3 separate regions of the Anser cygnoides genome follow, and all the other regions are linked to region 2. The links are chromatin contacts, called in public Hi-C maps. All regions are on one chromosome and are shown on one strand. The core of a region is the stretch at or near the end of the contact, and the rest is flanking DNA. Distances in the headings are between cores, read along the strand shown.

Evidence for each region. Hi-C and Micro-C count contacts between places; a contact is called where the count stands out from the background.
Region 1: a Hi-C map of liver shows a contact between it and region 2, with 2.3 times the contacts expected there. The contact joins the enhancer-like site here to the promoter of VEGFA in region 2. A contact is called at or near these places in 2 of 7 Hi-C or Micro-C datasets (both in liver).
Region 3: a Hi-C map of liver shows a contact between it and region 2, with 2.1 times the contacts expected there. The contact joins the enhancer-like site here to the promoter of VEGFA in region 2. A contact is called at or near these places in 3 of 7 Hi-C or Micro-C datasets (granulosa cells and liver).

The regions. Positions count from the first base shown.
Region 1 is chr3:34,190,477-34,195,166 of Taihu_goose_T2T_genome, forward strand. LOC125184894 (a long non-coding RNA gene) reads left to right here. Exons shown (of 2, transcript XR_007169513.2): 2 at 821-2,668. Among named protein-coding and RNA genes, the nearest start is that of VEGFA, 69 kb to the right of the region's middle. Within about 2 kb of position 2,430, at least 1 of the 3 cell types and tissues checked has open chromatin away from gene starts, as enhancers often do. A contact at or near this core is called in liver, where this site is marked.
Region 2 is chr3:34,259,645-34,264,129 of Taihu_goose_T2T_genome, forward strand. VEGFA (vascular endothelial growth factor A) reads right to left here and starts at 2,057. Exons shown (of 6, transcript XM_066993857.1): 1 at 1,922-2,057. The coding sequence starts at 1,987.
Region 3 is chr3:34,150,444-34,155,364 of Taihu_goose_T2T_genome, forward strand. LOC106029742 (a long non-coding RNA gene) reads right to left here. Exons shown (of 5, transcript XR_010830209.1): 4 at 1,435-4,921. Among named protein-coding and RNA genes, the nearest start is that of VEGFA, 110 kb to the right of the region's middle. Within about 2 kb of position 3,353, at least 1 of the 3 cell types and tissues checked has open chromatin away from gene starts, as enhancers often do. A contact at or near this core is called in liver, where this site is marked.

The DNA.
Region 1 (4,690 bases), core at 1,180-3,679, 69 kb before region 2:
CAGTTTATTTTTGCTTTCTTCAAGACTCCTTCTGCTGCAGACTCCCAGCAGAAGAACAGACATAGAAATAGGCAGTGTGAGTGTCGCCTTCCCCAGATAGATTTCACACTTGTAAGGCACAAAGAAGGAAACCAACATCACTTTGATCGAGTGCTGTGGAGTAGGGTTAAATGATGACACACCACTCGCTCCTGCACATGACACCTTGTCAGTTTAGCATACTCACTCCTGATCTCTGGGTGCTACCCCTTATAAATAATGAAAATATTTTCAGGAGTGTGCACGTGACACGGGAGCCCAAGCCTCATCACAGCTCAGAGAGATGTTGCATCAGATTGTAGGCACATAACAGAGGTACTTAACAGGTTGATTACCCAGGTGTCAAGTGGGACAGATGCCACCACGAGGAACCTGGAGCTGAATGAAAAACCTTCTGGAGGTGTCTGTCTCCCCTCACAGAGAGCTGAGGCTCACTGCAGCATGGATTCAGGCCATTCAGGCTGCACAGGAAATTCAGCCCACAACAGCAATGACCAGCTCCCAGTCCACAGCCCAGCCACGTCCTACCTCTAGGCCAGCTCACAGCCTAAATATGGCCATGAAGCCGTTTAATCAGGGTATATTAACATCTGTCTCCCTAAATCCTGGTGAGCAGCACTTCCCTCCAGAAATGCACCCGTGGCTTGGATGGGCTACTCAAGGACTGCAGCTCCTCACTGGGACTAGGAGCCCCAAATCTAACCCTGGGGACAGAGAGCAAAAAGTGTATTTTTTCTAGCAAGGCTCCCCAGTAACAACATTGTTCCCACTCTGCTTGCAGGACATGACACCCTGATGGACAGCACTGGAGGCTGTGTAGCACTGGAACACCAGAGATGCTGCGAGCTGCACAGGGAGCCCAGAGCACAGCATCTGTCCTGGGAGGAGATGTTTACACTGGCTGTTTCACAGCCAGCTCACCGCTTTTCTTCCCACATATGGCTGCTCATGAAGGTGCTGCCTCCGCCCAGTGTTGATCAGAGCACATGAGACCTGGTGTCAACGCTATCTGCAGGCTGAGGGGGTTTCTGTTCCCATCTCCCAGGAAAGATGGAGCAATAGGGCATGTGGAAGTAAAGGTGTTCTCCTACGACCGTAGGGGCTCAGTGAGCCTAGGAATGAGAGGTCTAAAACCCCTCTATAACAAAAAGCATGCTCTGCAACCTAGAGTGGCAAGGTCACACATTGCGGCATCTCTTATTCCTCCAGCACAGCTGGCTCACACAAAAGGCCTGCAATAGGCACGATGGGTTATCCTTACACCAGCTCCTCTCCCAGAGCCCAATCCTGCCACATTCCTGCCTAGGCTGCTGAATGCAGATGATGCAGCAGGTCTGTACGTCAGTATCACCACAGAAGGAGTCCCGTGCTTGGGATGACTTCTCCACCAGCATCATCTGGAACAGTGCACCTGTGCCTTGTACTGTGAAACAGAGACCTCGGTCTCATAAATTCTGTGGGCATCAACCGCTGCCACATCAAACATTGTCCCTGATGTTACTTGTGTGATCTGCATGATCTGCCAGAGCGCAGGGGACATGTGAGGCCATCCTTAAGTGTGAGCACACAGTTTCCCTAGAGTGACAGCTGAAATATTCACCATGACATATTAAAATAAACCAACCCTCCCTCCTTTGGAGCCAGCTTGTGAACATGTAGGGTGTGTGTAGTCAGATGAATGTCACTGCCAGATAACGACATCTCACACAATAATGCAGCGTGAAGAGCCTAAGTGAATGCCAGTTAGTGATCACTGTCACGTCAGTATATTGCAAAATAGCGACTGCTCTGCTCGCTGTTGCCACAGTGTGATTTTGCAGAACCTCAGCACTCACCCCTGAGCAGCTTCTGAGACTGTCCATGGGGAATGTTTCTCTGCTTTCCCTTTGTCCTTGACCATATCTTTATACCAGGTGATTATAAGTGTAATCATGCGCAGGGAAGAAAAAAACAAAAACAAAAACAAAAACAAAAAACTGAAGCCACACAATAAAACAAACATGGATTAGAAAGTGTTGTCTGGAGCATACAAAGAGAAAATATTTGGCTGAAACAAGAGTTTGTTAGAAATAATGGCACATAAATAGGCAATGATAATTCAAGAAGTGGGTCTATGATTCTCTAACCAAAATCACTGTTCCCATCATCTCATTTCTCAATTTAACCTCAGACTTTGCCAGTTCCCTAGCTTAATCAGAGTTCTCCCCTCCATGATGATCAAGAGGGAGCAATTAGGCATAAGGGGGTCTGGAAAAGAGGAACTCAGGCACAGACTGGCTACATGAAAATCCCTTCCCACTGCTTCTGCCTCTTTGCATTTAGACTGTCAGCTTTGCAAAGAAAAGCTATGCACTTTCCTGCAAGCTTGCACAGTGTTTGTACAAAGGTCCTGCACCCAACATTTAAATAGTTGTAGCTAAACAGAGTAAAGTGCCTTACTGTGGGTTTTTCTTTCCTGGGGTAAGGTGCACGCAGTGGGAATCTTTTGAGATCCTTAGCTCTTCCAGCATTTCCCCCTCTATATTCCAAGTTTTTTTGTGATTAAAATCCTAGTTCAGGCAGACTCAGATGAACAAAGAAGTGACCACGAAGAGTTAAGTCTGTTGACATAAACTGATTTATTTCTGGACTAGAGTCCTATTTCCCATCCTGCTTTGCAACCTCAGTTTTACTGGGCAAAATAAGTCTAAATAGTTGTTCGGTGCCAGACACAGCCACCATGGCTGAGGAACGGAGAAGATTTAGCCACTCCAAACCATGGAAGCAGCCATAGGAAAAGAGCTAGTTTCACAACACATGGGAGGCTGTCAGATGCTTCCTCTGACTGGGAAAGGCACAGACTTTCCAGAGTAGATTTAAATCCAAGAGAAATATTTATTTTAAAAGATAACAAAGGATTCACTGTTGACAATAAGATGGTAACAAGCAAGGCCATGCAAGACACACTTTTCACCTATAACCCACATATGTTCAGGGAGTGTCTCACCCCAACCCAACATCTGTCCAGGTATTTGAGCAATGACTTCAGCAGAGATCAGCAGTTGGTAAACATCTACATGAGCTGGGGCAGTACAGCCAGACCTAGGGGTGGCAAAGAGAGCGTAGGCTTAGGTTGTAGCTATACTGCAGCAGGAGGTCTGAGAGCAGCAGCCCACAGCCAGCTTTAGGCCAGACAATTTGGGCATGAAAAAGGTTGTGTCTTTATTGCTGCTGTCACTTGAGCCCCTGAAAAAAACAAGAACATCCAGACACAGTCTGCTAAACCCACTTGTGCTGGAGCCTTCCAGGTGTCATGAGCATCTAAAACCATGTGGGAACCCCTTTTGATATCCCATAACGGGCTTTCTAAAGAGAGTCCTTTAGAAAAGGATCCTAGTAGTAGTAGATGATGACTCTCTACTTTTTTATTTTGCACAGCTGAAGACACACATCCAAGGGTAGCATGTTGTCTGTCAGAAAGCTGAGCTATTTCTGAGATGCTATACATTCATATGGCTTCCAGAAACCCTCAGGACTATAAGTCTCCTTTGGTTCCTTGCATTATATAGAGTTGAGGTCTCTGAGGCACTAAATTACTGTTTAAAGAAATATTTTTACAAAAAAATAAAAAATAAAAAATAAAAAGGAGAAGCATCATTCACAAATATTGCACATATCACATTTTGCAGAATGTCCAATGGACAGTGCAAAAATTTGGTTCTTGAAAGTTGATTTTTTTGGCTTTCCCTCAGTGAGGAGAACAGCATGGTCCCACCTTGAGTTTTGACTCATCTGGCTTCTCTTTCCATCCTTTCCACAAGTCTCAAGAACTACTATTCCCAATCATAATTCCAAGAGTTATTTATTTACTTATTTGTGAGATGTAGAATGCAGGTTATTTTGCAAATGCTTTTTCCTGGTGTTATCGTTACCTTATTTTTATATTGTAAATCCAATAGTTCTCTTCTGGTCATAAAGTCTGTCAAGAATCCAGGATAACAGCAGCAATTCACACGCCTCACTGAGCACAACTAGATTTTTCAGGACAGCAACAATATATCTTTAGGATATCAGAATGCATCACCTATGGCTTTATTATAATTCCCTTCTGCCTGAGGCTGGGGTTCTAGGTCCAGTGGACGAAGGGATTAGAGCAATGGTATGCTCTCACCTTTCTAGTCATTAGTGCTAAGAGAATGCACACAAACCTTAGAAGCAACCAGTAAACAGCTGCCTGGATCGAGTGGCGTGAGTACTTTAATCATTGTATGGTCTGAGAAACCTCCTGGGCATGTGTGTGTTTCTGAGACAGAACGCGAAGGTAACCCAGCCCAACCAAGCCATTGGAAAGGTCTCCCACATCAGTACCTCAGGTGTTGAGGGAACAAAGAGAGGAAAGGAAGAGAGATGTGTCATGGCCTGGGCAGGGGCTGGAGAAACACCTTCTGGAGAAATCAGCAGACCGGTACTGGGAAGGTAGGTGTTTAGTTCCCATTGCAGAGGCCCTTCATGACACTGAGACACACATTTCCCCTGTGACACATCGGAAACAATTTCAGCTGCCCACGCCGCAACTCCCCCTCTGGAAAAGGAAGAATCTGATGCTCTCCGTTCCACTCATCTCCCGCATGGATCGGTCCCACCAGCGTTCGGCTGCTTGCCCAGGTGCTTT
Region 2 (4,485 bases), core at 807-3,306:
GCCTCTGCCAGGGCTTTTCTTTAATTCTCTCCAACGCGCCTGGCTAGCTAGATAGGTTTTATTCAGCACGACAGCCTGATTAACACTACAGATAAATATTATCATCAAAGCACAAAACCCTAGTCCCAACGTGAAGAGTCATGCTTTCTGCCGTGCCCAGAGCCATCGTCAAGCTGCCTACGTGAGATCTGCTGGTATTTCCAACGTTCCCATCACCGTGGTGCCCAGGCGACCAACGGACAAATAAGGACAGAACTGAAGGACAGACCTCACCGTCTGTCTGTCTGAGCACTTATATGGCCCGCATCACCCGGCTGTCTGAACATCTCGCGATCTCTCGTGCAATTATCCCCGCAACGCTTCCCACCACCCCACATTTCCCACGCCACCCCGGAATTTTTCCCTACTCTTTCTTTTTTTTTCCCCCCCCACTGTTACCCTCTGTCTTTTCTCAGCAGCACCATCCTCCCGCCTGGGAGAAAAGGCAGCATGAGGCTTTCACGCGACTCCCGAGGACAGGCAGACCTGGACCCTACCTGATCCGCAGCTTCATCTCCGGGGAAGAGGAAGGGGAGGGGAGAAGGAGCAAGGGGAGGGTTGAAGGGTATTATCACTAGACACCGACCCGGAGTTGTCTAACCTACAGCCAGGGAACAGACGCTGCTCTGCAAGTTTACTGAGGAGCTGGGAGGCAAAGAAGCCCTGTTTTCGGTGACGGTGGAAAAACTCTTGGAGAGCGGAAAGAATCGTCCCACGAGCCAAATCTGGCAGGCTGGCTGCACGGAGCTGCTCCGTGACACGCTCTAATGAGAGCTCAGCCTCGGTTCCCATCGAGCACAGCCTAACGTGCGGCTGTCACTGGAGAAAGTAGAGATATAACAGGCTAGAAACAAAGCGTGCAGTGCCTGCATGACTTCGGTTACAGCTGAAATGGCTCCTAATTGGGGAGTTACCTTCCAGCATCGGTGCTGAACAAACAATGTGAATAACTGATTAGTTTGCAAGCGACGTTTATGTTCACGACAGTGGGAGATGATCTGGCCCGCATTCTCGCCAAGAGCTGAGGAGGAATGGCAGGGGAGAACTAGCTCCTTACAGCCCTTAAAACATAATCCACGCCTGCCTAGCATACAGCCACTTTCACGTGGGCACTCTGTCTAAACCCCTTAATATCTCTTGGCAACACAGCCCTCTTGACTCTTTTGAAAACAGATTTATAGGACAGGTTTGCACAGAAAGCTGCCTTTCTTTTTCTCTCTCCTTTTTTTTTTTTTTTAAAGGAGAGAAAGACAAGGAGGAAGAGTCGGTTTCTAATCGCTCAGGAATGACAATGAGGCAAAAGTAAAAGTGACCGAGGAAGGAGAGAAGGGAAAAACGAGGGGTTTTGTAATCTCGGTGCAGGAGATATGCATTTTGAAAAAAAAAAATCAATCTGGAAGAAATTCAGGATCCATTTTGTCCTCTTTGATCTCTATTTGTTTTTCCAGCTAGGTATTTTGAACTCCACAAGGCAGCGCGAACCCGAGCCGGGACCCAAGGCAAATACCGCCGAAACACCCTTTTGCAATGTCAGGAGAGCCGAGGCCGGCAGGAGAGAGGCTGATGCAAGAAGCCAGCGCGCTGCCTCCCCTCCTTTGCCTTCCCTTCCCTTCCCTGCCCCGCGCAGCGCCGCGCAGCGCCCCGGCCCCGCGGAGCCCCACGGCGGGGGCGTGCAATGCGCGCACATGTGCGCGGCCCCTCCGCGCCTCGCCCCCCTCGCACGGGCACAGCGAGCAGGTGGGAGCCGAGGGAAGGGGGAATAAATTTTTAAAAAAAAAAAAAAAAAAAGGAAAAAAAACCATTTTTTTTCTTAATTTTTCCCGCCCCCCCAACCCCTTCCCCTCCGCACGCGGGGGCACAAAAGCCCCGTCCCGCCGCTTACCTCCGCGCTCTGCAGATAGAGCAGCGCCGCCAGCCCCCAGTGGATCCAAGTGAGCAGAAAGTTCATGGTTGCCGCCGCACGCCGCGGAGGAACGGGGCCCGCCGCGCTCCGCCTCGCCTCCGCCGCCGCCCCGCCGCCGCCGCCGCCGCCGCCCCGCCGCGCTCTCGCCCGCGCCTCCTCCGTGCCCTCCTGGGGTGCCGCCGGCCGGGCGCTGCGAGGGGCTCCGGGGGAAGGGGGGCTCCTCTTCGGGGCGTCCGCGTTCACCCCTCCATAAGGCCGGCTCTCCGCCGGCGGCCCCCGCTGCTGCTCCCGGTGGGCGCTCCGCCGGGCCGAGCGCAGGCTCCGCGGCCGCCCCGCCGCCGCCGCCCGGCCCCCGCCGCCGGGCAATCCGAGCTCCACAGCGGCAACCGGGGCAGGCAGAGGCACCCGCGCCGCGCTCGCTCTCGGCTTCGCGCACTCACGCCAAAGTTTGCGGGGAAAAGTTTCAATGCATCTCTTTTCCTGCGCGCCCCCCACCTCTTCTTCGCGGCGGCTGCCTCCCCCCGCCGGGGGGATGGAAGGGGCTGAGCCCGCCGCCGCTCGGCCGTCCACCGCTTTTTAAAAAAAAAAAAAAAATCAGAAGAGGGCGAAAAAAAAGAAAAAGAAAAAAAAATCCAAACTGGCTGGAGAGGGAGGCAACCGGGGCGGAGAAGAGGGGAAAAGGGGGGGGGGGGGGGGGGGGGGGGGGGGGCTCTGCAGGAAAGGGAGAGAAAAAAAAAAAAATCCAAAGTATAGGTGGGGGGGAAAAAAAAAAAAATTCAATTAAACGGGAGGAGGATAAAGCAAGGCGGCGAGCCAAGCGCAGGTCCCGGTGCCCGGGGAGGGCTGAGGTGCTCCCGCGGCGCGCTGTCCCCCGCCGGCTCGGCGTGCGCTCCTCGCCCCCCGGCGCCGCGGCAGCGGCGGCTCCGCGCACTCCAGCGGCGGCTCCGCGCAGCGCCCGCTCCCCGCGCAGCGCCCGCCCCACCGCCCGCTCGCCGGCGCTCTGCAACTGCTCGGCGCGGCCGCGGGGAGAGACGCTCCGCCGAAGTCCCACCCTCTCTGGCGATTCCCCTCCCTCCTTCCCCTCCCCTCTCGTCCTTGCGGCTCTGGGCGAAAAGGCCACGGAGGTAAAAGGGGGTGCGCGGCGCGCCCCCCCCCCCCCCCAAAGCTCGCCCCACTCGGGATCGTGTCCCCCACCCCGTCCCCCACCCGCGGTTCCCACGATGCGCGCCCACCTTTTTCCCCCACCCGCCCCACCCCGGCAGCCCCACGGGCGCGCTTTCTGCCCCGCCGAGCGATGCGTGAGTTCGGGTCAAAATTCACCTCGCCCGCCCGTGGGAATCGCTCCAAAGTCCAGCAGAGCCATTTGGGGGGAGGGGGCAGCAGGGGACAAATTGCCATCCCGGCCGCCGCCCGGCCCCCCAAGCCCTTTGCTTTGCAGCTGCGGTGATTTCTTAGCACCTACGTGTCAAAGGGGAGGGGGCGCATCCTCGGTTGGGTTTTATTTCTCTGTATCCAGCTCCAGCCCCCCTAGGTCGTGGGGCCTGCCCGCACCAGCCTTTGCCTGCAGAAGGGCATTATACTGGAGATCTTGCCGGGCAAACCCCGTCCCGCTTTCTGGGAAGGTATTTGAAGGGCAAAAAGGTGTCTCCGTCTCCCCGGGGTTACCGCAGGCATTCGCCAACCGAGCTCCTTCGCTCGTGTCACCCGCGAAATTTCCTCCTGTGGGATATAGTAGCAACACACGCGTGTCGACATAGATCGGTCTCCCTCCTGCCGCCGTCCCCCAAGGACCTTCGGTGGTGGACGGGGTGGAAGTCCAGACCGGCAGCTTCCTGGGGCTCGCCACAGGCTGGAGGAAGGGGAAGGGGAAAAAGACACCGAAGAAAGAAAAGGCCATATCATCGTTAGAAAGCAGGTATTCCAGCACTGTGCCACAGACTCCCACTGATACAGGCAAAGCGTTGGCTCTATAGAGGCACCTGCTGGCTGAGGGGAACACACAAAACATAAAAATAAATCCGAATAAAATCTTTGCTCTCGGCACATCTTAGACCCATTCTTCCCTTTGTTTTTTTTTTAACCGGTTTGTGTCACCCCTTCGTGCGGTACTGGGGAAAGTCGCCGGGGTCCTGCCGATCCCGAGGAAGGCTGGCAGGCGGGTGGCAGCTCGGTCCGAGCCAGGAGCCTCCCCAGCTCCCACCCAGCCCCACGGCTGCGGGGCATCCTGCACCCCTGGGCGAGGGGAGAAATCCAGCCCAGGCAAAACCCTGGGGAAGGATATAATCCCTGTCCCCTCAGGGATCACGTTTCTTCAGAGGAATGGTGGGTGTTGTTCAAACATTGCAAAAGAATCCTTTTTTCCTTTGCTCTCTCTCTTTTTTTCTTTTTTTTTTTTTAACTAATTGTTGCAAAGAGTTTCTGAAGAAACAAATATCCGTCCAAAATCTCTGGATTTTCCCGTATTCAGAACGCAACTGCCAAAAATGTCCTCCCGGCGATAGGGAGGCTTCCCCCTGGGGCAAGCGAGGGGATGTTTCACTAAC
Region 3 (4,921 bases), core at 2,103-4,602, 110 kb before region 2:
TGCACAAAGCTGTGGGCTTACTCTACAAAGGGGTGACTTTGTTTTCCTCTCAATCTGGTTTTGATGTTCTCTTTCTCCTTCCTTTTATGCAAAGCTCTCTACCCCAGAAGGCAGGCAAGCAGCCAATCCACCTCTCTGCCCCACTCCAAAATAAATGTTAGAAACTAAAGAATGCACAAAAGGGAACTCTGAAAGGGTTTGCAGAAAGGGATGGTTTTTGTTGGTTTTGTTGTTGTTTTTCCTAGTTTTGAGGGGTTTTGTGTGATTTCCACAGCACACTCTGCTGAAGTTCTTAAACTGGCTCAGCCTGACCATCTGACAGGTCAGAGGACATCTGCCACATGGATAGACCTGATGATACATTAAAAATGCCACACACCTTTCCTCTGTTATATTCCTCCTCTGACTGAAACAACATACCATGGGCTGATAAAATGAGTGTTATGCTGAGAGATTTGTCCAAAATTTGGATACCTCTGTGGCAGAACTGAAATGTTACTTGTTAGATCCATATCCAGGGAGATGCAGACCTGGCATAGCTCCACCCAAGGCCAGATTCTCATCTGGAAAAAAATCCCTTGACTGCAGCAGAGCTAAAAAGATTTACAGCAGCTGGAGATGTATGCCTACACTGCATGTCATAATGTGTGTATGGATCGGATGCTTTGCTTGTCCTAGGCAAACGAAGGAGTCTCACTTGCTGACAGTTATTCACTGACCATTCCTCCTTTCTTTGAAGCAATATGTCTCACCTATCAGGTTCCCAAATTTACACCATTAGAGGAAGACTGAGAACCATTGGGCTTGAATGGTGACTGTATCCCGGCTGTGATACTGCTCTTAGAGACGCAGCCCAAATTGCCCACAGTGGGAACACCAGCCTCTCAGCTAAGCAGGCACCATCCCAATGCACAGTGAGGAGAAGACATGGAGTCCCTGTAGCACAACTTGCTTCCCAGTGTGCTCTGCAGAGGTGCCACCAAGGCTGCAAGGACAGGCAGCCCCTCAAAGCGCAGACGGGCTCTTGCAACCCTTGGTGCCACAGTTGCATCTGCAGATGGCCAGTGCCTGGATGGCTCAGATCCAGGCTCCCTCACAAATAAAGCACAGAGATACTGGAACTCCAGCTGTTGTGCCCAAATTCCGCTGTCTGCTGCAGGGAAAGACAGATTGCTCACAAAAGGGCAAGTGTGAGCGAATGGCCAAAGAGATCTGTTCTCCCCAATCCATCAAATATTTCCATGTGCTCCGTTCCAAAATATTGATGTGCCGAGCCTTGAGAGTTTTATATTTAGCAAGGAATATAAATCACAGATGCAGGGGGCAGCTTCTGTAATGTTTCCTGGCTTATCAGCTGTACTACTAATAGCTCAGAGGGGCTTGTAAATTGGACTGTGAATTCCACAGTGCAAGCAAGGGAAAAAAGCCATTTACCTTCGGAGTAGGCTGGGAAGCGCTTTCTGGTGACAGGTCCTCTGGGGCATGTCAGGATCCTCCTGGCAAGGCTCCCAGGGGGCTGTGAGGTGTCAGTGAAATAAATGGGACCCACTTATTCAAAAGGTGGTGACGCCAGCACATGGATTTCCCTGGATGTGCGCTGAGGATCTGTGTGCAGTGTCCCTGTGATTGCTGCATTCAAAAGAGAGCCATTGGGGAGACGGAGGGGGCTCCTGGGATTATTTGACCTTTGCTGGAGTCCCAGCAGGCATACAGGAGTGCTACCTCACCCCAGAGATGCACAGAGGCTTGCTGCATCCTTCTAAAGGCCATGGCTCATGTCCCGAGGCAAAAAGTGATAAAGAAGCCAGAGGGCTGGACTCATTCCTCTTTTTCTTTCCTCTTTGTTGCTTGTTTGTTTTCTCAGCTAAGGAGCCTCACACAGGTCCTATTCCTTGCATGGGTAAGTGGCTTGTAAATTCAGCATTTCGGATAAATAGCCTGAGATCTCAGGAACGCTCACGTGAACGACAACAGCCTTTCCCTGGCTGGGAAAGTCAGCAGCCTTCCCTGCACATTCACGAGTGATGCACTGGTGTGTTCTTGCAAGGAAGTTTTGAGGCCTTCTCCTTTGTAATTCAATGTTTTATGCCTCTGAATAACTCAGTGTTTGGTTTAATAATAATGCTTTGTACTCCCATAGCTCCATCCATCCAAGCACCAAGAATCGGTTTACCAACATCAAAGCATCTGTCCTCTTGCATTGAATTTTGGCATCAACTGATTTTCTTAAAATCCACGTTCTGACAGATTTCCCCTCTAGCAGCTTGTACTGGCCTTTAAAAATTCTTCTAAGCAGAATTTGAGAATGGTTTGCCTGCTTCCCTCTTGAGTTCACAGCAAAACTTGCCAAAAGGGAGAAAGTGTGCATCCAACACAATGACACTAACTCGCACAGCGTCCTGCCAAACGCAAGGAGCGAACAGCCCGAAGGAGATAACCAAATACTGGCTTATTCTATTCACAGGGCTCATTCACTAACAGCCAGATTATAATTTTAGCAATAGGAGGTACCCGGCTTTGGACAGATGGGATCTGTGAGCTGGCGTGTCCCTCCCAGAGCTGCATTGTGACCCCATGCAGAGAAGCGCTCGCATCACTGAAGCAAACACAACAGCACCAGGCCCGAGGAGCTGCCGGCTGGGCTGGCCTCACAGGAGCTGCATCCACAATGTTTTTGCATTCAGTTGTCTCAGGTTTAGTCAAAGACTCTTTAGGTCCTTTGAAAAAACAAAACTGCCTTTGCATCTTTTCTGAAGACTCTGGAGATTTTTGGACTGCTCCCTCTTGTCTAAGCTGTGCTTCACCCCATGGTCCTGCCAGGACCAGCAGCAGAGCTTTTCCAGGTATTGATGCATGGATGTTCTTTTGCAACTGCATGCAATAATACCCACCGGACCTCAGAAAACTTGCCTGTGGTCTCTTACAGTAAGGGTTTTGTCAAGCACATTTTCCTTTGTTCCTTTAATTGTCCCCAATAATTACTTTGTTTTAGGGCTGACTACCCGCACAGCTGCAGCATCCACAGTACAAATGTCTACAGGCATGGCTTCTTTGTCTGTAATGTACCCAAATCTCACATCATTGGCGGGCTGACAGAAGCACCATTCTATTGTGCAATGGGATTTTATTCCATTTACTTTCCGTGAACTCTGTTAACTTTGTGCAGGGCTCTGTTTGCGCTCCCGTGTCTATTTTAAAATGACACACCTTGTGGACTTCTGTCATTCAAAATTTTACGAATACTTCACCCTGATCTTTTTATGACATGTTGACTGTCGAAGCTAACAACAACACTTTGTCATGGTTTTCTCCTTCTCTGTTGCCTCTGGCAGAGCTTATTTAACTCTTTCTGTGTAATTAATCTCTCCTTTGCAGACTTTCCTTACCACAGATCTAGAAAGATATCTACTGCACACCTATGTTCTTATAAAATTTGCTGCCCTAATCCTTTGCTGAAGCTGTATTTTTGTCACCAATGTCTTTCCTGTGGCCACCAGATTTCCTGGATGTTATGCTCCCAGTCCCATTAGCTTCTTATCTGTATTATTGCTCCGAAAGGAACCTTAGGAGTTTGGACCCCACGGTGCTGAGAGCTGCATAAAAACAGCCTGGAACAACAACGGTGCTTGATCCCAGAGATCTAACAAATCTTTTTTTGGCTCATGTTATGTTTTAATGCCTTCACATTGCTTACAGAAATAATTTACGGAGACCAGACCAAAAGCTTCCACTAGAGGCATTTCTCTGGGTATCTCCTGTCTCTGTGCTTACTCGACAGCACAATTTCATGCTCCTGAGTGTCTCAGGGCTGTGAGAAGAACAACCTGTCATTCACAGACTCACAAAAGGAAGCAACTGCTCCTCCTACCCCTACATTAAAAGATTTTCTGTGTTTGCAAGTGCTTTTCCAGGACGATCTCACCATGGATAAGGTTATCTGCTGTCTGTTGAAACTTTTTTGCTAGGAAACTCTGTTCCTTGGTGTAGTCCTGCCCCCCAAAAAACAGAGTTCAGGTACCCAGAAATGTAAGTCTGGTAAGAAACTGTAGGATTTTCAAAATATGTTTGAAAATGAAGATTTTTTTTTCATGCTGATGCTGAAATCTAGGTGTTTCAAAGTATTAAACTTTCTTCTGGACCTTCAAGGGTTAGAGACACGCATTTTAAAATGTGAGTTGAGGTAATCTCATGATTTAGCAAAACCGTTGCCTGATAACACACCCATTGCCTTTTGATGATATGAAAGGAGCTGCTGGAGAGACGGAAGAGGGTGCTGTCAGCCTCGGGTAAGATGCCTTTAACAAAGCTGATAAGAGCCCAGACACCCTGTAGAAAAAAATCTCTCTTGAAGGTTGGGGGAAAGGAAGCTGATCAAGTTTGTTCAGCCTCAAAGAAGTTAGCAAGGCAGAAAGATTTCTTGCAATACCTGCCCGCAGTGACTTAGCTCTAGCTCCATGGTCGTGTTGCCTCCTTGAAAGACCTGCATCTCATTCAAAATACTCTGATGCAAAGGAAATGGTGGTCACCAGACAGGCAATGGATGTGAACATGGCCACTAGTGGTCCTGGCTGGTGTTCATACGCCAGAGCTGACTTCACATCTTCACGGAGGACCTTTGCTAGGGTGCACAGAAGACCCCCAAGCAATGCACAACAAAAAATCCTTGGAGAGGGGAGGAGGAGGAGAGCAGAGGAGAGGACGCATCCTTCCCTCCACACCTGCACCAAGAACTGAAGAGAACCGCCTGGCACCCTGTCCCTCCTTTGGCTGCTTAAACCCCCAGGTGAGGCACAAAGGGCAGGATGAGTCCTGCTCCGAATTCTGCACGGTGCAGAGTCCAGCCCCAGGGATGAAGGTCTCGCTTGGCATCGGATGCCCAAAGGCACTGCATGGCATATTAAGCATCACGTAAGCATGTGAT